2 separate regions of the Rattus norvegicus genome follow, and region 2 is linked to region 1. The links are chromatin contacts, called in public Hi-C maps. All regions are on one chromosome and are shown on one strand. The core of a region is the stretch at or near the end of the contact, and the rest is flanking DNA. Distances in the headings are between cores, read along the strand shown. Region 1 has its middle 16 kb from the start of Cxxc5. Region 2 overlaps LOC134483007 (a long non-coding RNA gene).

The links. A called contact is a pair of places that touch in the nucleus more often than the background predicts.
Region 2: a Hi-C map of kidney shows a contact between it and region 1, with 2.2 times the contacts expected there. The contact joins two enhancer-like sites. A contact is called at or near these places in 7 of 12 Hi-C or Micro-C datasets (the A7r5 cell line, the Rat2 cell line, Schwann cells and 4 more) and 1 of 1 datasets of contacts at active chromatin or transcription factors (oligodendrocytes).

Annotation. Positions count from the first base shown.
Region 1 is chr18:27,743,224-27,747,015 of GRCr8, reverse strand. No RefSeq gene overlaps it. Among named protein-coding and RNA genes, the nearest start is that of Cxxc5, 16 kb to the right of the region's middle. Within about 2 kb of position 1,580, at least 72 of the 93 cell types and tissues checked have an H3K27ac peak or open chromatin away from gene starts, as enhancers often do. A contact at or near this core is called in kidney, where this site is marked.
Region 2 is chr18:27,795,569-27,798,939 of GRCr8, reverse strand. LOC134483007 (a long non-coding RNA gene) reads left to right here. Exons shown (of 3, transcript XR_010059801.1): 3 at 3,012-3,237. Among named protein-coding and RNA genes, the nearest start is that of Psd2, 42 kb to the left of the region's middle. Within about 2 kb of position 1,964, at least 11 of the 93 cell types and tissues checked have an H3K27ac peak or open chromatin away from gene starts, as enhancers often do. A contact at or near this core is called in kidney, where this site is marked.

The sequences.
Region 1 (3,792 bases), core at 331-2,830:
TGTGGACCTAAGGCTTGCTCTCTTCAGCCTCGGCATTCCCATCTGTGAAATAGGGATAACCCAAGGATGGTTACTAAAGAGTAGTGCCATAGTGTTGAGATAGTGCACAGCAGGTGCTGGCTATGCTCCTGCAGCAGCAACTCCTCCTTAAAGAGGCAGTTGTTGCTGTGATTTCTCTGAGACTACCCCTTAGCCTGCAGTTCTAGGTGGTCCTTTCAGGACCTCAGTTTCTCCACTTGTCCTTCCAGCTTTCACACTCATGGAGTGGGTGACTAGGATGATCTCACTGAAGGGAGGACCCCTCCCACATGGGTCAGTCCATGGGGGGGCAGGCGACAGTGCCCAACCAACATTTTCACCAGGCTGGGCAGGCAGCGCCAGGCAGGCGGGAGCTGGTCAGGTTTTTAATTGAACGCGATGCAAATGAAATGTAAATACCATGCAAATAAGCTCTTGCCAGGAGGTGCTGGGCTGAGAGTAGAGGGAGCAGGGAGGGGACTGCTGAGCCGGGATCCCTTCTTCGGGGGTAGGGGTCTCGTTCCTTTGACTGTCCACCCTCCCACCTCCAGTGTTGACCATCCGGCCTGGTCATTTCAGAAGGCAACAGAAATACTTTGTCCCCCTGCAGCTCCCTCCAGACTCACTCCCTAACCCTGTTTCTCTTGGTGGTGATAGTGGTGTGCTCTAAGGAGAAGCAAGGGACCTCGTGGGTAGGGTGAGGTTGACACAGTCACATACAGTCATACGGTAAGACACAACCAATAAAACAGACAAGCATGTGGAAACCATTCCCTCCCCAGGCCCTACAACCCTGAGGCTCACTTGGACACTGACAGTCATACATAAATATACTCAAGTGCACATTTAGTCACACGCAGTGACAAACCCCGTCACAGAGGCAAGTATGTACGCACACACTGCCATGTCATGAGGACTGCAAACGGAAGTCCCTGTGCTGGCTGGAGGGAGCTGGGTGTGGGGGTGTAGGAGAGACACCCTGTGTGGTCAGAGCCTGGTGGCCTGAGGACGGCCAGACAGCCAGTAGGGGGATTTTCAGGGTGGCCTGGGCTCTTTGCCCAGCCCCCATCCCAACTCATGACCAAACCCCAGAACTCACGGTCATGAGATCCCAGGTGCTAGATGTGGAGTTTCTCTATGGCCCCACAGCCTCTACTTCTGAGACAGCCATCTTTTAGGGAAGTCAGGCCCAGGATGACAGGGTCACCTTCCCAAGGGCTAGGGGATGTGGTGTAGAGGAAGTGGGGATTAGGGGTGGGGATAAGCAGTGTGGCAAAGCTATTCACCCTTCACTTCTGAGGGTGGTCCCATCCCCCTTTCCGAGGTGACTCACGACCTACATTTAACTCTCATTAGCGCTTCTAAGCCCAGCTGGAGGGACAACCGCCAACTTCCCCCAGCAGACAGGGAGCTCTGGGTGGGCCGCCCTCGCAGCCTCAGTTTCCCCCTAGGGGCCTGGCCCAGGGACAAGAACTGCGTGGGAAGCAGTGCTCACAGTCCCTTTGGCCTTGGCAAGGGCTGTCCTCCAAACCAAGGAATGAGGCACTGGGTGTGGCCTCTTCCAGGAACCACCCTCCCCAGACCCTTCCGGAGGCGTTGCTGCTTCATACAGCCCTAGCCTAGAGCTTGGCCCAGAGGCCACGACGGGAAGAAGAGGAGGAGGTGGCGGCAGCCTCAGTCCCAAGGGGCCGAAGTTACTGGGGATCTCGCTGCCAGTGCTTCTCCGACACCCAGCTGTATGCAGGCCAGGAAAGGGTAGACTGAAACTGGCCGGGAATCCATGGGAGCCCCGGCCTCAGTGGCTCCCAGTGCACCCGGCACCGTGCGAGGGCCGGCCACCTCGGGAGGCCCAGTTGCACTCGCCTCGTCGCCGCCCTCCCCCTCCACGGTTCTGTGGGAAGAAGGCAGCTGGGGCGGGGGTGGCCGCGGGAGCGTCTTGCCCGTGTGATCGTGCCGAGCGGGGAACTCGGGGCCATGTGGGAAAGACATTAGTGCCGGCCGCCCTGCCAGCCAGGAATGCGCCCCCCGCTCCGCAGTCGCCGCCTGCCTGGCCCAGAAATGGTGACTCACACGCTCCGCGTTCCCACCCCCTCGGCGCGCACCCTGAACAGCCCACCAAAGGCCTGGCCAACGCTCTCAGCCTCCTTGCCTCGGATGCTGCGGGCCGGCTACCTGCCTCGCCCAGCTTCCACTGTGCCAGGGTCGGGGAAATCAGGAGCCACAAAGTTCCTCCAGGGCGTCCTGGGACGCACACGCCTCCCCCTCCACACAGGCTTGCCTGTTCTGGGCTTGCTCGGAATAGCCACCCCCTAGGGACTTATTACCCAGGGCTGCCTCTCTCACGGCGGAAACATTCACCCGGGATCCCCACATTCAGCACAAAGCCAGGAACACAGGGTAGATTAATAACCAGGAGCCAGTGCAACATCAGGAAACAGGATCCTTGCGTGGGAGGACTGTCCCAGATCGACCTACCTCAACCTCATAATGCATGACTGTGGACCCTTACTCCCTTGCTCTATCCCAGCTTTGATCAACCCGTAGTAACCATTCCCTGTAGCCTATCGTGGAAGGCCTTAGTCCTCGGCTAGGAGCCAGCCGCTGAGAACTATCTTGATGATTTGGGTGATACAAGTAATCAAAGCTATTTAACAAACTATGTGACCTTACTCCTGGCTAGCTCAAGACAAGTATGTATGCATATATGTATGTGTGCAAGCATGTATGCGCGTGGTTTTGTAGATTCGGTGACTCTTGTAACCCAGGCTGGCCTGTGACTAGCAGAGAATGTCCTTGAATTTCTTAATCTTCTTGCCTCCACCTCCTCTGGAGTGCTGGGTTTACAGACTAAGGTTGGTTGGGGACTCGATGCAGGGTTTCCCAGTCACTAACATGCACTCTCCCAACTGAGCTGCATCTCACGCCCGGCTCTCGTTTTGTTTTTCAGACAGGCTGGCCTGGAGTTGCGTGATCCTCCCCAGAGCTGTGGGGACCATGTTGCTCTCACCTCTTTCACAGATGAAGAAACACGAGAACTCTAGGAAGAGAACCTGGGTCCGTATTCAGGGCTGTGAACACCCATGCCCTCCATGTGTAGATAGGATGCAGGAGCGCCCTGTTTCCCCACCTGCTGGACCTGTAAGACCAAACCGGGTCCCTTTGCCTCTGCTACCCTCTTCAGAAACCCTCAACCAGCCGCCACCCAAGGCCACCTCTCATAACTTTTAATAAGAGGTAATAGCACCAAGCAGCAGGCATCAGCTTCATTTTTAATTATCTAATTTACATTTAATCTTCTCCATCAATGTGAAGCAGTTTATTAATGTTTTACCTAAGAGCACCCTTCCACGGTCTAAAAACGCATTCACAAAACTACTGGGCATTGGCTCCCTTGGAAAGAATGCTCTAGTTCAGAGTGGATTCCAGCCTGGGTCTCGGGCCACAACAGTTAACAACCAACAGTTAGTTCCTTGCCCTAGAATAGACACCCCAGAATCCTTTCAAAACATGTCTCAGGGGCTGGGGATTTAGCTCAGTGGTAGAGCGCTTACCTAGGAAGCGCAAGGCCCTGGGTTCGGTCCCCAGCTCCGAAAAAAAGAACCAAAAAAAAAAACATGTTTCTTCCCCGCCAGCTGCCTCCAGAAATCCAGATTGTGTGCCATGTTTACAGGACTTGAATCTTTGTACCTACTTCTTTTTCTTTCTGATTCTTCCTCTTCCTCCTCCCACTTTTCCTCTTTCTCCTCTTCTAATTTTTTTTTTCTTTTCTTTTTT
Region 2 (3,371 bases), core at 715-3,214, 52 kb before region 1:
CATAGACATACATGCAGACAAAACACCAATGAATGTAATATTTTTTAAGTTATAAAGGAATTCAGCACCACACCTGACCCAATAAAATCTTAAAAAGTAGACAAATAAATCTTAGGAAAAATTGAGAGAGGCTGGAGATGAGAAGGCTCAGCAGTTATGACCGCTTTTCAGAGGACCGTAAAGAAGCCATGAGATTAGTTCCTCACCCCCAGCACCACACTCACAACAGCCAGTGACTCCTGTGTCAAGGGATCTGAATCCCTCTTCTGGCCTCCAAAGTACCTACATGCATGTACACATATCTACACACAGACAGACACACAGAGCAATGAAAAAGGAAAGGCCTGGCTAGGTAGTGGAGATGTATGCCTTTAATCCCAGCATGCGGGAGGCAGAGGCAGGGAGATCTCTGTAAGTTCCAGGCTAGTCTGATCTACAGAGTGAGTTACAGGCTAGTCAGGGCTACACAGAGAAGCCCTATGTCCGAGAGAGAGAGAGAGAGAGAGAGAGAGAGAGGACAGAGAGAGAGAGAGAGACAGAGAGAGAGGGAGACAGAGAGAGACAGAGAGAGACAGAGAGAGACAGAGACAGAGAGACAGAGAGAGAGAGACAGAGAGAGAGACAGAGACAGAGAGAGACAGAGACAGAGAGAGACAGAGACAGAGAGAGACAGAGACAGAGAGAGACAGAGACAGAGAGAGAGACAGAGACAGAGAGAGACAGAGACAGAGAGACAGAGAGAGAGAGAGAGAACAAACAAAGTCTGTTAATATTTTTTTCGAAAGAACAAACTTTAACCTTAACCGTGGCTCTTACATCCCAGATCCAGAAGTCTGTCCTCCATTCAGGTAAATTGCAAACCTAGCAAGAGATATAGCCTCCATCTCTCCTGTTCCAGACCCTTAGGCCTGAAAGGGTTTCTCCTTCCTCAGCCTCTTCAAAAATTATTCACTAACCACAATCCCCTCAGTGACCATGTTCTGCTCCCAGAGTGGGAGCGCTTGCAGGGAAGTGGGCATGGGGATCCCAGGCCTCTCTCCAGGGCAGCTTCCAGAAGGTTCACCCAGCAAGGCCTCACATCTGGAACCATTTCAGGCAGGAGATGCAGGGAACCAAAGAGCTGCCCCTCCTTTGATGTTGGGGCTATGGAAAAAGGTCATGCCCTTTGGGGGGGAGGTCACAATGCATGGACTGTGTCCCTCCTGAAGCTAGGGAAGGCAGAATTAGAAAAGCAGGCTGAGACAGGGCTGGAGACTGGGTTGGGGGCAGGGCCTCCAGCCCATGAAGACACAGGCAAATGCAGAAGGATGTAGGTGGCCAGCACTGTTCTCCTCGGGAGGAAGGTATCCATGTTTCCTCTTGCTAAGTAAGCCTCAGTTCCTGGTTACTAAAACAGGGAAGATCTGTGGAGAGATTTTTTTTCTGTTTGATTGGTGGGTTTGGTTTTTGCAACAAGGTTTCTCGGTGTAACTGTCTGACCTAGAACACTGCACACTGGGCTGGCCTCAAACTCAAATCCATCTGCCTCTGACTCCTCTGTGCTAGGACTAAAGGTGTATGCCACCACACCCTCCTTTGTTTTATTCTGTAAAGAAATGTTCTTGCTGTGTTGCTGTGTAGTCCAGGCTGGCTTGGAATTCACTATGTAGTCCAGGACAGATTCAAACTCATGACAATTCTTCTGTCTCAGACTTTTGAGAACTAGGATTACAGATATGAGCCACTACACTTGTTCAAAGACGATGCTCCCAGGCAGGGTATGGCTCGTGACTTGGGAGTCCAGTATTGGGAGGTGGAGGCAGGAGATCAGGAAGGCGTTCAGGCCATCCTTGGCTAGAGAGTGTGCCGGAGGGGGGCGAGGCGGCGGCGGCGTGGGGGAGGGGGACAGTAAAATAGTCAATGGTAAAAGTACTTACCACCAATCTTGACAAGTTTAATTCCCAGAATCCACATGGTGAACGGAGAGGACTGACTCCTGCAAGTTGTTCCGTAACCTTTACATATGTACAATACACGAATGTGTACATAGAAAGAAATACATTTTGAAGATGATGTTTCCACACAGAGCCAGCCCATCCCAGTAAAACTCAGGACGAAACAGCAACTGCTACTATTGTCATTACTACCAATATTTTCTTTAAAAAAAAAAAAAAAGAGGGGTTGGGGATTTAGCTCAGTGGTAGAGCTCTTGCCTAGCAAGCGGAAGGCCCTGGGTTCGGTCCCCAGCTCCGAAAAAAAGGGGGGGAAAAAGACTTATCTATTTATTTTATTTATGTAGATGAGTACACTGTTGCTGTCTTCAGACACACCAGAAGAGAATATGGGATCCCATTACAGATGGTTATGTGGTCATGTGGGTGCTGGGAATTGAACTAAGAACCTCTGGAAGAGCAGTCAGTGCTCTTAACCTCTGAGCCATCTCTCCAACTCAACATTTTCTTTAAAACAAACAAACAAAGAAACCCAAACCTGTTTCTACCCCAAAGCTGCCATTCAGCTGTGGAGTCTAGAACACACTGGCATCAATGTGGAACCAAATATTGACCCATGGAGGAGGGCAGGATGGGAGGGCAGGCTGGATAGTTGAGATGAATTCCCACAGGAAGCAGAGAAGCTGCCCTTCAGACATGAGAGAGCCTGACAAAATAAGAGTGTGGGCTGGGGAGAAGGTGTTCCAGGGAGCAGACAAGCTTAACTAAGCCCTGGAGACAGAAGGGTGCCCTACAGGGCTGGCGGGGTGGGAGGTGGGGGTGGCGAGAGGGGGAAGCTATTGGTGTAAGGCACCAGGCCTAGCAGGGGAGGGGAAGAGCTCCAGTGAACCTGACTTAACTGGGGCGTTGAATGCAGCGGAGCCTAACGGCCCCTTCTAGGGTAGGACTCTGCCCTGAGGACTTCCCAGTCCATGCTCCCAGGACCCACAGGGGCACCCACTCCCACCTAGTCCCCCTATCCGGCTCGAAGAAATCAGGTGGCTGTTCCCTCATTTATTCTCCCCCCCCCCTTTTTTTCAGGAGACGATAATTATTCAGATCAGCCTGGTGATTTACTCGGCAATCAGAGCCGCTCGATGCGGTGGCCGCGGAGCCGAGACAGACTAGCATCGCCAAGGAGGATGAGACCGGGGGGCTCAGCCCCCTCCCTCCCCCTCGCCCGCCCGGCCTTTGTTCTCTTCGAGGTCTGCACCGGCGCTGCTGGCCCACAGTGTATGCGCCCAGCCGCTTGGACACAGCAGCGACCTCAGGGGCTGGAGAGCAAGTGTCCACACGCGTGTGCCTCGGGGAGGGACGTATGGGGGCACGTGCTGGATGAGCATGCTTGTATGTATAAAGGGAAGGCGATGGGGTATACCTGTGTATACCGCTGTCAGGTGT